Linked DNA regions of Mus musculus: all the other regions are linked to region 2. A link is a contact called in public HiChIP or PLAC-seq and promoter capture Hi-C data. All regions are on one chromosome and are shown on one strand. The core of a region is the stretch at or near the end of the contact, and the rest is flanking DNA. Distances in the headings are between cores, read along the strand shown. Region 1 has its middle 7.7 kb from the start of Gm23058. Region 2 holds the start of Serinc1 (serine incorporator 1). Region 3 has its middle 15 kb from the start of Gm23058.

Evidence for each region. Promoter capture Hi-C pulls out the DNA fragments that hold promoters and counts their contacts. HiChIP or PLAC-seq counts read pairs in DNA pulled down with a chosen protein or histone mark.
Region 1: a contact with region 2 is called in an H3K27ac HiChIP or PLAC-seq map of bone marrow-derived dendritic cells, with 6 times the contacts expected there. The contact joins the enhancer-like site here to the promoter of Serinc1 in region 2. A contact is called at or near these places in 10 of 39 promoter capture datasets (the 3T3-L1 cell line, the C10 cell line, the HPC-7 cell line and 7 more) and 4 of 115 datasets of contacts at active chromatin or transcription factors (astrocytes, bone marrow-derived dendritic cells, large pre-B cells and 1 more).
Region 3: a contact with region 2 is called in a promoter capture Hi-C map of pre-B cells. The contact joins the enhancer-like site here to the promoter of Serinc1 in region 2. A contact is called at or near these places in 7 of 39 promoter capture datasets (the 3T3-L1 cell line, 3T3-L1-derived adipocytes, the HPC-7 cell line and 3 more), 1 of 484 Hi-C or Micro-C datasets (pre-B cells), 4 of 115 datasets of contacts at active chromatin or transcription factors (astrocytes, epiblast stem cells, large pre-B cells and 1 more) and 1 of 9 other capture datasets (liver).

What each region holds. Positions count from the first base shown.
Region 1 is chr10:58,340,587-58,343,286 of GRCm38.p6, forward strand. It overlaps a transcript of Lims1 not described here. Among named protein-coding and RNA genes, the nearest start is that of Gm23058, 7.7 kb to the right of the region's middle. Within about 2 kb of position 1,350, at least 107 of the 459 cell types and tissues checked have an H3K27ac peak or open chromatin away from gene starts, as enhancers often do. A contact at or near this core is called in the HPC-7 cell line, astrocytes, bone marrow-derived dendritic cells and 1 more, where this site is marked.
Region 2 is chr10:57,531,214-57,533,913 of GRCm38.p6, forward strand. It overlaps Serinc1 (serine incorporator 1), which reads right to left and starts at 1,316. Exons shown (of 9, transcript NM_019760.3): 1 at 1,144-1,316. The coding sequence starts at 1,182.
Region 3 is chr10:58,363,478-58,366,177 of GRCm38.p6, forward strand. It overlaps a transcript of Lims1 not described here. Among named protein-coding and RNA genes, the nearest start is that of Gm23058, 15 kb to the left of the region's middle. Within about 2 kb of position 1,429, at least 44 of the 459 cell types and tissues checked have an H3K27ac peak or open chromatin away from gene starts, as enhancers often do. A contact at or near this core is called in pre-B cells, where this site is marked.

The sequences.
Region 1 (2,700 bases), core at 100-2,599, 810 kb after region 2:
ACACACACACACACACAATTAACTTTTATTTAACATTCTTTACGTTCAAAAATTTGTTTCTTCATGTTTTAAAACATGCCTTTACCTTCTATCTTCAGCTGACACTTGTATAAGATTAGGTAGACATATCCCTTGATTGTTATGGAATATGGGGTCTTTTTAATTGAAAATCATTTTTTTGTACACTATATTCTGATCACAGTTTACGCTCCCACAACTGTTCCCAGACCTTCCCCACCTCTTCACTTGCCCAACTCCACACCTTTCCCTCTCTTTAGAGGATAAATGAAAATAAATAAAGGAAAAACCACAAGAAACACATATAAAAATATATAAACAAAACCTAACCCCCCCACAAAATCAGAAACGACAACCTTCAACTAAAAGATCAGTAAACCAATTTTTCACTTATTAAATGTACTTCAAAGTCTTTTCATCAGTGCATATAAGTTACAATGTAAAAAAAGGCACAAAGTTTAAGTACACAGGTTGGTGATTATTTTTATGAATTGTGAACACATAGAGCAATGACTTTGCATATTATTGATGTTAAAATACAGCCAGTGTCATATGCTTAGAGCCTCTTGCTTCCAAGTTTGTTTTATTATTTCTATGTATGTGTATATATGGTGTAGGGAGTGTCGAGTATATGTAGGGAATACTTTATCCCTTGAGACAAGGCCTTTCTTGGGGCCTGTGGTTTGCTCATTTGTCTAGACTGACTAACCAGCAAGTCCTGGGGATCCACCTGTACCTCCCCACTGCTGGGATTATAAGCGTAGGCTGTCATGCTGACCTTTTTCTGTGGATGTCAGGGATCAGACTCAGGTCCACTGCTTGTACAGCTGGGTGTTCCTAAGTCATCTCCCCAGCTCCCTATTTACTTAGAAGTCTGAGACAGCCTGGCCTGGAACCTGCTAGTTATACCAGGCTGGCTTTGAACTTGATCCTTGCTGCTTCTAAATGCTGGAATTATGTGTATGGTGGTACATACCACTATATTTACTTTTAAAACTTTGTTAAACTACTGTGAATACTAATTTGAGTGATGTGAGTTTCTAATTTTGTTTGTTCCTTTGAGATGTATTCGTGGAGAACCAGTCTCTGCTAGGCATGAGTAAAGATATTGATATTACGTGTAACATTTACTACTTATAGTAACTTGTACTTGGGGCTAGGTTACTGAGGAATAAGGCAGATCCCTCTGGGAAACTACACAGGAAATAACATCTAGACTGAGCCCTCAGTGTGAGTAGAAATTATCCAAACAGGCCATTTAGGGAGGAAGAGCTGAAGGCAGGAGGCCAAGAGGAACAAGAAAGCAGGATGTGGAGATCAGCACAGCTGCTTTGGTGCTGCCCTGGAGCCTGAGAATCTGGGAGGGGGAGCCGTGGGGGTGCTGAAGCAGGGCAGAGGACAGTGTTACTGCTACTTAAGTTTCCTTGTGACAGATAACAGGACTCTATTGCAAACAACACTAAGGAAGAATTTTGTGGAAAATAGTGGGATGGTTCCCAGAATTGAAGAAAGAGCTGAATTCCAAAACTTTGAAGAAAGCAAACAACCAAGGCAACTCCTGGTCTTTCTGAAGTTCTTGTGGAATTTTTCTACAGGGCCTTAGTTAATTTGGTCTGGCTGCAGAGTCTTGTTTGCCACTTAGATATCCAGGGTTTGAGAAATAGTCTGAGTAAGTTAAATTAGATTCACTGACCAAAATGAGCAGTCATGTAACCAGAAGACGGCATCAGACTCTGTATCTGTGTTGACTAAGTTGCTGTTTGTTGTGTGATCAAGACAGCAAGATTTGTTACCTGACACATTTGAGGCCCAGCCTAGAAGTCAGTGTGTGGAGGCTTAGAAAGCCATAAGTAGGTGGGGTGATGGAGCTTCAGAAGCCAGGAAGCCTGTTTCATTAATCCAAACAAGAGATGATATGCCAACAGTAATGCCTTCTGTAGGGAGGGAAGAAAGCACATCGATTCTGAGACTCTTAAAAGGAATAATAGACTTCACTTTGGAGGTTAGTTAGAAACATTAAGGCACTGAACAGAGTCCCATGTTTCTGGCTTGGGCTAGAACTATTAAGTAAACAGTGCTGTCTTCCACAAAGAGCTCCTTTTTAATTTTTTTTTCCTTTTGGTTTTTCGAGACAGGGTTTCTCTGTGTAGCCCTGGCTGTCCTGGAACTCACTTTGTAGACCAGGCTGGCCTCGAACTCAGAAATCCGCCTGCCTCTGCCTCCCAAGTGCTGGGATTAAAGGTGTGCGCCACCATGTCCGGCTTAAGAGCTACTTTTTAAAAGAGTACTTTCGTTCAGTTTCAAAGTATTGAGTTAGAATACATTTAAGTTAAGAACATTTGGGTTAGAGTTGTTCTGCTATGAAGTATTGCTGGAAGTCAGAGAGCCCTCAGAGCCATTACCAATGGGCTCTTGTCAGGTCCCAAAGAAATTCAGGATAAAAGGCTAACTAAAGTGCCTATTAGCATAACGAAGTGTGCACTGGCCTCCGAGCTCACTTTGTACCTGTGGCTCCTCTCTGCTCTTCCGCACTCCCTCCCCCTACCCTAAACCTCTCTAGCTCAGGGGCTTTATTCCTCCAGTTTCAGATTCTTTAAAAACCTGCCATTTCAGCCGTGTGCTTTCTTGGGTCTCTTTTGGTCCCATCTCTTCTTCCTCTCGTGCTCTTCCCCGATCTCTCCC
Region 2 (2,700 bases), core at 66-2,565:
ACTGTCAGTGGAGAGTAGACAGGGGGTGTGAGATTCCCTGGAACTGGAGTTACAAGCAGTGAACTGCCGAATGTGTGGGTGCTGGTAACTAAACTCCATAATCTAGCAAAAGCAGCAAGCTGAGTCATCTCCCCAGCTCCTATTTATTAAGTTTTACTACACTTAATTTTGCCTTCTGTATAAAGGGGTCAACAGACTCAATTAGGCTCTCCGAGGTCAAATTTCCTTATCCAACTGCAAATAGCAAAATATAAGGGAATAGCTCATTGGACTTACAAACAGTATTGAGTAAAAACTAAGCATAATTCTCGTCATATCATACCAAAGCAGTTTTCAAATGATGAGGCATGTAAACTAGCCAGTACATTGGTTACATATACACAAAGGGATGATTTAGTTAAAAAAGATTGTTCCGAGTTAAACTTAGAAATCATTGGCCAAAGAATAAGATTTGAATCCAAATACCTCACCCAAAGCAATGAAGCTTTTTATTATAAACTGCTCTGCCAATGTTTTGTCTATTAGAGAACGGGGTCATCTGTGCCATCTGGTTTACGAAATCTTGCCACTGTTCTAGAGGATTGTACTGCCTCACGAAAATGCAACATACCCTTCCTATAGCATCAACTTTCAGATTGCACGTTCATGTTTTACGTCAAAAAAAAAAAAAATCAGTACCCACAGACCTGAACACCTTTTCTAGAAACATAAATTTGGAAATATAAGAATCAAAGCAAACAAAACCGAAAAAGGTACGTAGTAAGGGAATTTGACTTCTGTATTAAAAACAAGAACAAAAAAAACCCGGTAAGACTACGTCGACACTTGTCGAGATGTCCCAAATAACGGGCCCGACTCCCTGGCGGCTGCGTGTCAGAACAAAAGAGGCCTCCGGGAATGACAGTGCCGCAGTGCGAGGTCGCCGGAATCGGGGTGACAAGGAGAAACTCAGTGCCCGTGGGAGGAAGGAGCTGGAACGGCGACGGCCGAGGCTCCCACGAGAGAGAAAGCCATTGCTCGGGAGACGCCCCGCTCCGCCCGGCCTCACCCTCACTAGGCTCCAGCCCCGAAGCGGAGCCGCAAAGACCGGAGGAGGGCGGATAAACCCAGCTCGCACGGGCCGCGAGCCCCAGGTCGCCTTACCCAGCTCGCCACGGAGCACAGCCCCAGAACGCTCCCCATCGCCGCCGCGTCACCAGCTCGGCGCGTGCCGACAAGATGGAGACAGCTTCTTTCGTCCTTTTTCTGGGCTTATTTACTGTCTGGCAGGCACTTCCGGCGCAGACGCACAAGCCCCTCAGCTTCGCGTGCGTCACTTCCGCTCAGACCTGGACCCGGTGACTGCTGCCGGGCGTGCGCAATGCGCCGAGAGGAAGGGCGTGGTCTTCAGCGATGCTAGATTTGTGGCTTCATGGAGTGGGCCTACTTTGCCAAGTAAAGAAGACTGTGTTAGGGAAGGCCTCTGTCATTGTCTTGAATTTGGACGTTAGAAGAGCTACTGTTACTGTTTTTTGGTTCCTCTTGGGATTTAGCCATCTCATTTCCACTAAAGTCCCCTTTTTAGTTTTGTTTTCTTTGTTGTTGTTCTACTAACATACATATTTTACTCCTGCAGCCACTATGTGGAACAAGTTTCACTGGTGTGTGTATATATGTGTGTGTGTGTGTGTGTGTGTGTGTGTGTGTGTATGTATGTTATATATCATATATATACATATATGTATGTATATATGTATATAATATATATCTGTGTGTACATATATATGTGTCCGTATATATATATGCGCGCGTGTGTGTGTGTGTGTGTGTATGTGTGTGTGTGTGTGTGTGTGTGTGTGTGTGTGTGTATTTCCCCCGCAAGTTTGGGCCTTTCCGTTCTTTTGTTTACTATTGAGACACATTTTAACATGTACTTGAAAAAGGGTTCACTTAGTTAAGACATTTATTATAGTATAGGGGTTTATTAACAGCTATCCGGACATACAATTGACATCCTTGTTTTGATGTGTATGTTTGGGCTGTGTTCATAGAAAAGTGTCGATTCTTATTTTTCTGTAATTTGCCCTTGAAAACATTCCATGAGAAGAGTTTGGTACACAGACATCACTTTGAAATACCCATTACTATAAATATTTTAAAATAAAGATGTCTCATAAAATTGACAAAAAACGCATATAGAGGGGTGGAGTAACCCTTATCAATCTGGCAGAACTACAACTGTTAACTAACACAGACCAAAGAGTGGGGATAAAATTGAAAACAGAAGATAATCAGCCTGTGTGTTTTGAGCATGCAAATCTGTAAAGTCTCTGGTATCCGTTCCCTAGTATTTGGAAGTTCAAGATTCAAAAAACAAAAAACAAAAAACAAAAAGAAAAAAACAGAACACACAGAGCTACAAAATGTTCAGTGAGTCCATTTGTAGTTGGAGATAGATATGGAAGACTGGGAACCATTGTAGTTACAAGAGTCCTGAAAGTAGAGCCCAACATTTCAAGACATAAACTATCACGTAGAGGCTATTTGTACCTCCTCTGATTGATAATGTGACCTCTATACTCTTTCGCCCAAGTGTAAAACTCTGTTTTCAGTATAAGTTGTGAAGACACTAGCTGTTACAGTTAGTATTGTCAACTTGACAGAATCTAGGTTCATCTCTGGCCATGCCTATGCAGGATCATCCTGGTTACTCTAATTGAT
Region 3 (2,700 bases), core at 179-2,678, 830 kb after region 2:
TGAGAGAGGCAACATGGTGCTGTGGTTATAAATAAGGCCTCTGTGCCCATTCAGATCCTGCTACTATCACATGGCAGTTTTAGGCCTTATTCCTGCTTATACAAAATAGGATACCACTCAGGATTAAATCAACTAAAGTGTAAAGCATTAACATCATGATTGTTGCGATCTGCTGTCTTTAATACCACAGTTCTATAAACTTAGCATGGAGTGGATTTTGTGTTGTTTACTGAGCCCCAGTGGAATAGAGGTCATCTTGCAGTACAAGAATAGTGAGTAGTGGGAAATAGGCCTTGAGGGCAGTTGTGGTGGTTACCTTCGGAAGATGGATACTTTCTCTACAGTAGAAGGGGTCATCTACTAAGAGTGGAAAATCAGGGTGTGACAGGAATGGAGGATTGGGGAGAGCTGTTCAGGATTCGAAGTGTTCTTGTTCAGGACATGATTCAGCTAGAAGCAGGTAAAGGAATCACCCATGTAAGTGTATGTGCTATTCTTGATTGTGTGGATTTATTCTTAGCAACATGTTGCCCTGAAAAAGCCTGAACCCTGCTCCAATCCCAACACACACACACACACACACACACACACTGAATGCCTCTATTCTGCTCCTGTAGCTTATACTGTTGTGTGAAGGACCATCAAATTCTGCATCTCCACGTTTATAATCCTTTCCATCCTGAATTCACACTCTTTATAGCTTTTTTCCACATGACATGTAAATCATGTGGTCTAGAGTCAAAATAGAATTCTGAACTCCCCAGTTTATGAGTCTCCGCACCTGCTCTTTATTCCCTGAGGCACTCCTTACTCCTCCACTTAGAAGGATCTCTCCTCTTTCTTAGTGACCTCCTTTTGGAATTTAGCATGTCCTTGAATGTACTATGTCTGATCTTAGTCAAGATATGTGCCATTGTGTTGAGAGTTAACATCCTCAGAGGCCTCATTAGAGAAAGCTGTTAAGAAAATATTGTAATACAAACAAGAAATGGCTCTTCTGCACTCTCACTGCCTGCATGTCGTTGCTCTGTGGCTGAACTTGTTTCACATTCTTTTTCTTCTTTTAATTAAATATTTAGAAGCAGAAGCAGATATCAGGTACTGTCTTGGTATGTATCAGAGTTGGACTCTGAGATGGATGCTTTATTATAAAACCACATACTGCTGTCCTGCCTGACAAAAAGAGCAGAGATGCCTCAGCATTATTTAATGCCTGCTTTGTAATCACATCCCCCACTTGTTTTAAGAATATGCTTCTATTGTTGGCTTGTTTAAACTGGTATCTAAACAGACTATATTAGTTTAATAATATATTTGATTGCTAGGACCCTATCTCAAAAACAAGTGAATATATCAAAGGAAAGAGCACTCTAGGGATCAAACCCGGTTCCTTATACTTGCAAGGTAATGAATGCTTAGCCCTCTGAGTCATCTCTGTGCCTCAACCACACCTTGTGAGACAGGGTCTGACCTAGCCGGGCTGACCTGGCACTCAGCCATGCACCAAGGATGATTTTGAACTTCTAATCCCTCTGCTGCCACCTGTCCAGCACTGGGCACCACCATTCCCAGTTTTTACGTGGTACCAGGGTTAGAACCCACAATTCTGTCCATACTAGACAAGCACTCAACCAACTTAGATCGCCTGGTAAATTTTGTGGACTTATAAAAACTTTTATTAGATTCGGAGTAGGCCTTAAATGCTAGCTTTCAATGGGCAAGATTATGGCTACATGAAAGTACAGCTCAGGCTGTACTTCACCAGGTCTGTTTTGTTGCTATGTGCATGAAAGAATGTGAAGAAAAATGTTAACAATGCCAGAGCCTGCTACCTCCCTCTCTGCCCCTCCTAGTCTGTTACCTTGGCTTCTCCACCTTGCTTCCTGGTGCAGCCCACACCCTTTTTGCAGTTTTTATCACTCCTATCCTGGCTCTAGCTGCTGTCCTCCCTATCCTGCTGCTTATTGTTTAGTAATATAGATGATCCCATGTTGTTTAGAAGATGTGTTTCTGACTCAGTCAAATTCCTGTGAACTTTTAGTTTTGATTGTGTATGTCTGTGTGTGTGCATGCCATGGTACATGTAAGGGATGTTGTACTAACTTTTCTGTTGCTGTGACAAAACACCACGATCAAGGCAACTTACAAAACACAGTGTTGGATTGGGCTTATGATTTCAGAGGACTTAGTGTCTGTGATGGCAGAGCCAGAGCATGGCAGCAGAAACAGCTGAGAGCTCACATTTTGATCTATAAGCAGGAGACAGGGAGGAACACTGGAAGTGGCACCAATCTTCTGAAACCTCAAAGCCCTTCCTACTGGCTCTTCCCAGCAGTTCCACCAACTGGGGACCAAGCATTCAAATATATGAGCCTAGGGTGTGTGTGTGAGGGAATTCTTACTCAGACCACCACAAAGCACAACTTACAGGAATCCGTTCTCTTCTTCCTGGGTCCTAGGGAATCAAACTCAGGTCCTTAAGTTTCATACAAGTACCTTTACCTCACCAGCACTCCATGAGCTTTTGATGGCTGTTTTTGATGGCTGGTCCACTTGGATGTGTCTTATAAAGTTTGATAAAGGAAACTTTTACAGAGTTCAGAGGCATTGGCAACATTATCCACAGGTGGATCACATTTTTTGGTGATTTTTTTCCCCCCTGTTCTGGACAGTGTTTCTAATAGTTGATATTGCCTTCTT